Regions from separate parts of the Mus musculus genome. Here region 2 is linked to region 1. Evidence: chromatin contacts called from public promoter capture Hi-C data. All regions are on one chromosome and are shown on one strand. The core of a region is the stretch at or near the end of the contact, and the rest is flanking DNA. Distances in the headings are between cores, read along the strand shown. Region 1 holds the start of D630023F18Rik (RIKEN cDNA D630023F18 gene). Region 2 holds the start of Unc80 (unc-80, NALCN activator).

The links. Promoter capture Hi-C pulls out the DNA fragments that hold promoters and counts their contacts.
Region 2: a promoter capture Hi-C map of hippocampal neurons shows a contact between it and region 1, with 3 times the contacts expected there. The contact joins the promoter of Unc80 here to the promoter of D630023F18Rik in region 1.

What each region holds. Positions count from the first base shown.
Region 1 is chr1:65,121,461-65,125,572 of GRCm38.p6, reverse strand. It overlaps D630023F18Rik (RIKEN cDNA D630023F18 gene), which reads left to right and starts at 2,359. Exons shown (of 8, transcript NM_001285882.1): 1 at 2,359-2,520. The coding sequence starts at 2,480.
Region 2 is chr1:66,465,811-66,469,922 of GRCm38.p6, reverse strand. It overlaps Unc80 (unc-80, NALCN activator), which reads right to left and starts at 1,989. Exons shown (of 65, transcript NM_001368824.1): 1 at 1,385-1,989; 2 at 411-459. The coding sequence starts at 1,476.

The DNA of each region.
Region 1 (4,112 bases), core at 1,110-3,609:
TAGCTAAGTCATATGACTTGCACCTGACTTCCTCATACAAGACACAAACATCTTGAGTGCTGCGCAGGTGTACCAGGATACAGGTGAATCCAATTTGGTGGAGATTTGCCCCTGATGCCCTGATTAGCTGAAGCTGCGTGCCTGGTGAAGTGGCGTGGCCTGCTGTGCGTGGATGGGAACTGAGAGTATATAAGAGTGAGAGGCCCGGGTTAGAGGGAGGATTATTATTCGAGAGAGGATTACTATTAGTGGGGGAGATATAAAAACAAGGGAGATATATAAACAAGGGAGATATAAAAACAAGGGAGATATAAACAAGAAGAAACAGGACTGAATAAACGTGTGCAGAAGGATCCTGTAGCAGCGTCGTTCTTCCTGGCCTGTTGAGCGCGCGCAAGACATGCATGTGTTTGCACTGTGTGTGTGCATGTGTATGCATTTGTGTGTGTGTGCATGTGTGTGCATTTGTGTGTATGTATGTATATATATATGTGTGTGTGTGTGTGAGTGTGTATATGTATGTGTGAGAGTGAGTGTATGTGTATGTAATATATATATATGTGTGTGTGTGTGTGTTATGTGTGAGAAAGTATATGTATGTGTGTGTGCATTTGTGTGTGTATGTATGTATATATATGTGTGTGTGTGTGTGCGTGTGTGTGAGTGTGTATATGTATGTGTGAGAGTGAGTGTATGTATGTGTAGTGTATATATATGTGTGTGTATATGTGTGTGAGAGTATATGTATGTGTGTGTGCATGTGTGTGAGTTTGTGTATGTATGTATGTATATGTGTGTGTGAGTGTGTATGTGTATGTGTGAGAGTGAGTGTATGTATGTGTGTATATATGTGTATGTGTGTGAGAATATATGTGCATGTGTGTGTGTTTGTGTATGTATGTATATATGTGTGTGAGAGTGAATATATGTATGTTTACATGTGTGTATATATGTGTATATGTGTGTGTGAAGAGTATATGTATTTATGTGTGTGTGCATATGTGTGTGTTTGTGAGAATATGTGTGTGTGAGTGTGTGTGTGTGTGTGTGTGTGTGTGTGTGTGTGTGTGTACAGGTGTAATCTTTACTAAGACAGCTACGGAACTATCACAAGTAGGAAAGAGACAGACTGAGAGTGATTTAAAACCAAAGCAAAACTGGTTCCCATGAGTGTAGAATGATCAATGCTTGGTCATTCTGAATTTGATGGCAGAGATACACAGCCTGGAGACCACAGCAAGAGTGGCAGTTAGCGTCTGAGCTGTCTGCTGGTAGACTTCCTTCTTGCTAGGAAAATGTCAACTCTTGTTCATTCAAGGCTTTCAACAAGTTAGGTAAGGCTACTCAAATCATGGAGGGACATATACTTTCCTTTAATGTATAGTTTAAAACGTAATGTTTACATGTTTATTTCATTTAAATGTTTCATCTCATCCAAAAAACAATTTTATAAAAACATCAGAATATCATTTGCCCAAATATTAATAATAGTAATTCAGCTACGATGATTCATCAAACTAGCCATCACAAAGTGCTCCAAATCTTTCTAAATTAATATAAATGATGCTGACAGATTTAGTTTATAGTCATATTTGTTGCTGAGTTCCTTCATTTATTAGTAACAATTTGTGTGTGCCATTTCAGACACATTTCAGCCTTTGATCCCATAACCTTGCCTTTGATTTCCAGTTCAAAATAAAGGATGGCACTGAAGGAAGACATTTGCCCCTATTGTGTGAACTGTCAAATGACCTCCCAGCTATGGGGATATGGATTAGTTCCATCATGAGCTGTTACTCTGTCGTGAACACACTGGGAGTCACCAAGTTGACCCCCACACAGGACACTTCCAATGCGTTCAGATCACAAGTCAACATGTTAGGGTGGTTCTGCCCAAAGAGCCTTGCCAATTGCTTCAGGAACCATCTCTGTTTTACAAGGTTGAGAACTGTGAGGCTGCACACACACTGAGTGTCAGAAAAACTTGAAAGAGGGCAAGTGAGACAGCTCAGCAGGTCAAACTACTTAAACTCAGACCTCAGGACCTGCGTTCTATCCCTGGATCCCACATGATATCCCTTGACCCTTGCCCTCTGACACTTGTCCTTCGACAGCCACACATGTGCCATGGTTCATGCACACCTACACTCATATGCACAGGCAAAAATAAGTTAGTTACTAAGCTTATTTTTTAATTAAAACTCGAAAGGAATGATATCTCAGATGGGCACAAGGTTCAGGGCTAGCCTCCAGATCACTTTCTGCCTAGAACTTGCTGGGTAAGAGGTCTGAATTCTGGATGGTCTTGGATCCCTTCCACAGCCTCAAACTCCATGACTGGTATTTGTAGCAACAGCATCCCTAATCCACATCCCCTCTGATTTGCTGCTGTAGTTTCTGGGCTTGCAGAAACTGCTCTTCCTAAAGGCTATCGGTGGATGTCAAGCTGCAGATACCTGCTCAGCCACAGCCTTCCGTCATGGAAAGGAGGCTTGTGAAGCAGGAGGTGAAAAGGCTGCTGTGAGTATTGCCGAGAATAACTTTCGTTTCTGAGCCTTGCGTTTGGAATGCTCTCACGGATGGTTCTTAGATTGGCAGGTGGACAGAAAGCTAAGGGGGGGGGGGTATCATCTCTCTGCTCTGCTTGGGGGGGGTATCTCTCTGCTCTGCTTGGGGGGGTATCTCTCTGCTCTGCTTGGGGGGGGGGCAGATGCTTTAGTCTCTGTCTCCTGCCACACAGGCACATGTGGTACAGGGCAGGATGCAGAATCTCTTGGCAAGATGCTTCTGCAGGAGAATGCATGTGCAAGACACCTCTTACAGCCTAGGGGGACAGGATACACCGCTGAAATGGGCAGCACTTACTGGCAAAAGGTATAAATCCCTAAATGTGCCTTAGGGCCCAGTATCTGACGCTTTTATTGCCAAGCTTAGCAAACAAATGATCCCTCTCTGTTGTTTTCTTGACTTCTGAACTTTCTTGACTAATAAAAAAAAAAAGATGAAGTTTCCCATACATTTTTTCCATCCCATTCAGTTTTCCTTTAACTGGATACTTTTCAAATGTTGATGAAAAAAATCACAGATCATACAACAGGAAGTCTTATTTTATTCTGTATACATTGTTGGCACAACATGAATATGTTTTTCATCAAAGATCTTATCATAGATACCATCGAATGTCCTTTGCCTATGAAAGTGAATGCTTTTACTAAATCTATAAGAAATTCTAGAATAAACACGTACAGAATTCATTCATGTTTATGCATGTGTGTTTGGATGCTAAGATAACAACAATAACAAAAAACAAACAGTAGTTTAAAAGGCAACACCAAAAAACACTAAGAATGCCAATTCTGACAAGTATGGTTGTGATGCCTTTAATCCTAGTCCTTGGGGGGGGGGGTGCAAAGGTTTGTGGATCTCTATGAATTGATGCTGATCTGGTCTACAGAATTCTGGAATAGCCATGACTCATAGAGACCCTATCTCAAAAAAAAAAAAAAAAAAAAAAAAAAAAAGAATGAATGGATAACATGTAAATAAGTGAGTAAGTAAGTAAATAAATGAATAAATGAGTGAATAAATATTTTCTTGCTGCACATGCTATCTTCTGTGTGTGTATGTTAGTGACTAATGCTAGTGTGTTCTGTGGGAAATTTTACAAAAAAATGTACGCTTTATTGTCATGGCCTGTTCTTAGAGTACAAATACCCGTAAGAGATGTGACTGCTTCTATCTCCTGAGTGTTTGGATTAAAGGTGTGCACCACCATGCCTGGCAGGAAATCTTTTATTTTATGCAATGGCTTTTAGCCCTCCTCTTGCAAAAATCTTTTCTGTATGTTGGCATTTTGAATCCTTCCTTTTTTTTTAAACTGTAAATTATTCTAACAATGTGTCTAATTTTAAGATAAATGTGATTTAAGTTCATTGTGATTAGATATTTTAAACCTGCAGCCTTTGGAGATCACTATGTAAGCCAAATTTGGATGTTAATAGCAACTAGGCCATGAGTGACTTCTGTTGCATTTTTGTCTTGGGGGTGTGCAGGGGCAGCAGGAAGAAAGCCTCTTTCTGAGGATGGAACCCTATGTCGCCCCCAAGAGTTTA
Region 2 (4,112 bases), core at 740-3,239, 1.3 Mb before region 1:
CCTCTCAATATGGGATGTCTTCCTGTACACCTTGTGTCTTTGCCCATGCATCACATTAACAATTAAGCCTTATCTAATCATTGTCTATGAAATAACCCCCTTACCACATCTCTTCTGATATACTTTGTTACTTTTCTCCACAGTGTGTCTCACCATCTATCTTATTAAGTATTTTATGTATCTAGTCGTCTGTGTTCTTTCTGCCTCCTGCTAGTGTGTAAACTCTGGGCTTTGTTTATGTCTTTGCCCTACCCCAACAGGATGGAACTATGTCTGGTACATGGTAAATGCTCACTGATATTTGTCAGTTGAAGTAACTTTTGGCGTTAATAGGATTCAGTCTTTCCTCGGGGTAAATTATCATACAGAGAGAATATGGAAATAATCATTAAATGGTGAGAATCACATACCACACAAGAGGCTTCATATTGCTTCCCCAGTTTAGGCCTCAAAAATGCACTGAAAAATTAGTAAAGGTTTTTGTTATAAACATGAGCAAAACTATTTTTAAGGCATCTCTATGACATATTTTTCAATGACTAGGGCATGGCGGTATGAAACTCAGACTTCATGCTTCTGTATCGCTTGTTGATGAGCAGATATTGGATAGCTGACAACATTTGCTATTACACATTAATTACACACACGAAAAAGACTTTGCTCTTCATAATTTCCCATGCCGCTCTTATTTTGAAGACTTTTTTCTTAACTATTAAAATTCTAAATCGTCCATGGTCAGAATTGGTGCATTCCCCGTGCATGCAGTTATCTTTCAAACTGAAAAATGAGCTCGGATGTGGGTCATAATTCCCAGCGTCTTATTTTTATATGTACTCAATTTCTAAAATAACGAGAAAGCCCTTTACTGTTTATTGGCCGGGGTGTCAGGCCTGGCCAGGTGAAAGAAATCTATCAAAAATCATTTTGCCCAGGGGCTTTAACCATGAAGACGAGGCTGGCTGTATCCAAGCAAACATGGTTAACAAGTGGGCACAGCAGACATGCCAAACAAGCTAGAAAACAACAGGTCACCAGGCAAGGATTACAGCAGGAGATGGAGGGGGAATTGGAGGCGCAAGCTGGTTCAGTCCCAATTACCTTCCTAGCTCCCCGCCCCCTCTGCCCAGGCTCTCTGCCCTCCCATCCCTACCTCCTCAATAATGTATATATTTATTAGAAAACTGACAATCTGCTTGTTGTCAAACTTCAGTGAGATCTATCTATATTTTTTCATGCGTGCTTTTAAGTGGGTGCAGAGGGCTGTCTTTCCACCCTAGAGACGTTGCTAGCTGCAGGCTGCGGCACGGCCTCAGTGGCGGGGTTGGTTGCGGTGGCGACGACCCGGCGACCCCCCGAGCGCCACCTCTTGCCCCGCGCCCCTCACCTGGTTTGCCGCCACAGGAAGGTCTGGATGGGCAGAGGGATGCCGCGGCCGCCGTCCTGCTCCTGGCCCTCGGAGCTCTTCCTCTTCACCATGATGGTGGCTCCCGGGAGTCCTACCGCAGAACCCAGCGCGGGTTCCTCGCCGGCCGCCGCCGCCTCCTCGTCGCGCTGCTCCCCCCAGCTCTCATCCCCTCCTTCCCCGAGGCAGAGGCGGCTCTCCTCGCCGCCGGCCCCCGGCTCTCGCCCCTTCCCCCAGCCCTCCCCGCGCGCGGAACATGGCTGATGGAGGAGGGGAGGGCCGGAGGAGCGGCGCGGCGCGGAGGGGGGCGCTCGGAGCAGACGGCCGGCCCGCCGCCCCCGCGCCCTGCTTTCAGCACCTCCCACTGTGGACAGCGGCCCGCGCGGGGCAGCCCAGCCGCGGAGCAGAGCCGGGGGCCGGGGCTGCAGCTGCGGGGTGGCCGCGGGAGTCCACGCTCCGCATGGCACGGGCACGCCGGTCCCCCACGCGGCCTCTTCGGCACCCAGGGTTCTGCTTGCTCCTCTCGGAGTGCACCCCAGCAGTGTCCCCTGTCCTGCTTCCCAACCTCTGCGTCCGAAGGAAGGACTGTCGACCTCTGGGGAGGAGGAGCTTTGGAGAGCCGCAGAGCTCTGGCATCATTCGCACCTCTTGCAAAGAGGTCAGCAGTCCATCTCGGGTTTAGCAAGAAGGCAGGGGGGAATTGCTAGAAAATGAAATCAGGGCAGGAGGCTGGCTTGGCAAGTGGGAGGAAACTGAGAAGTTTTCCTATGTGAGAATTTGTTTTTACTGATAACTGCGAAGAAGTCTCCCGGGCTTGATTTACTAAAGCAGGGTGGGACAAACTACCCAGCTGTGGGTTTCCGCTAGTTGCAAACTGGGAGGCAACGTTTGAATCACACGAAGCATTATTTTTATAGGTCGTTAAATGCACTTTGGTGATCTTGTTCTCACTGCTGCCATGTTCCTTCCGTGTATAAACGTCCGCGTAATTTATAGCTGTATTCCTTTAACAAGTATTATCTAACATTGAGGCAAGTGGGGGTGAGGTGAGGTTGGATGACGCAGCCCGACTTCAAAACCAATGCTGTAGACTTATCTATTTGCAAACATTCAAAACAAAAGAAAACAAACAACATACAACAACAACAAAACATAGCAAACATGTTATTTAAACGGAGATGAGTGTACAACTTGAAATGACAAGTCAGATCTTCGGCCTTTATCTTAGGAGCTAGGACATGACATCCTCTGTTAACAACTCGCATAACCCACATGGAGAAAACTATGATACATAGTGATCTTAAGGACCCAGAAATAAACTTTTTATTTACCTTCTTGAAGGTAAATAAGGATCTAAAAAATAAGTATTTTACTTTAGATAGTGTCTTGCTAGGGAGCCCAAGCTTCCCTCAAACAATCACCTACCTCCCATCTCATTTGTCCTAGTGCCAGGATTGGAGAGATGCACACCCAGCAAAATATAGATCTTAAAACATACTAAGATAGAAACCAGATAAAGTGTGTTTGATGGATATTTATTAAGTGTATTTATGCCAGGAACTGTATTTATGTTGATTCCTGTTCACAAAAGGCTCCCAGTGTTTAAGGGAAGACAGCCATATGCAGAGAAGAGTTTATAGCAAACATGAGCATAAGTTCAGTTGTGAGCAGACAAGGAAGAAGATACAGGCAGGTATCGGTTGTTGGAAAGGAACCTTCCTGCCAGTGAAATGAAATCGTGAAATGAAATCGTCCTTTCCTTTTTGTGTGGTTGATGTGAAAAGGGTAAACAGGGGAACTAGAAAAGTGTGCTTTGATAGCCCAAGTCAATGTCGTGATACAAAATTACAAGCTAGACATAATAGGACGTGATAGACAAGTGGGTATGGGGTGGGGGTGGGGGACCAGCAGAGGCAAAGTACTTAAGGTTTGAACTAGATGGTTTGGGCTCTAACCCACTGTGTGCTAGATATATACCCTTTGGAAAGAAAAAGCTTTGCCAAGGCCTCTAATGATGACAAGATGCTAATAGTCTATTGACTATTCTGCCATCAGAAAATACCAACCAAATCTTCAAGTTTTGACAATTAAATAGATAGTGATTTCGTTTAAAAAGAAGAAAAGAATATGCAAGGAAGGGCATGTGCCTGAGTATGTGGTGGTGACTGTGGGGATGTTAACAAGTTATTCTGGGTTCTTCATTGTAAATTCCAACGACCATCACGAGGAGTCAGCTACACAGGTACATGTGGACTTCAGACGACACAGTAGGAAGACCGATTTTGTGGTTTATATTATATAGAATGTCACTGAAACTTGATAGTAGATGAGATTCAGGTTAATATGCAGGAGATAAAAGATGAACTTGATTTGGAAATATAGGAGATATCAGCTTTAGTATATGATCAGAAAGGACACTGTCAAAAGGAGACAGCTTAGGCTAAAATAATGTCCACTAGTAGAATTCGAAAGAAGTCTCAAAGACTCCCATTCTTTTCTGTTCCCACATATTTTCTCCTAGAACCTCAATGAAACTCTACTTTGAATGATGCTATGAAATGGTTTATACAAACCTTCTGTGTTTAACAATATTAATAGGCTTTGTGTTTTAGATAAGTTTCAAGCTAATAATTAATAATAATAATAAAAAAGAACAGACACTGCCAAGTTCCCATATTCTCCTTTGCCCTCCACTCACAGCTTTTTTTCC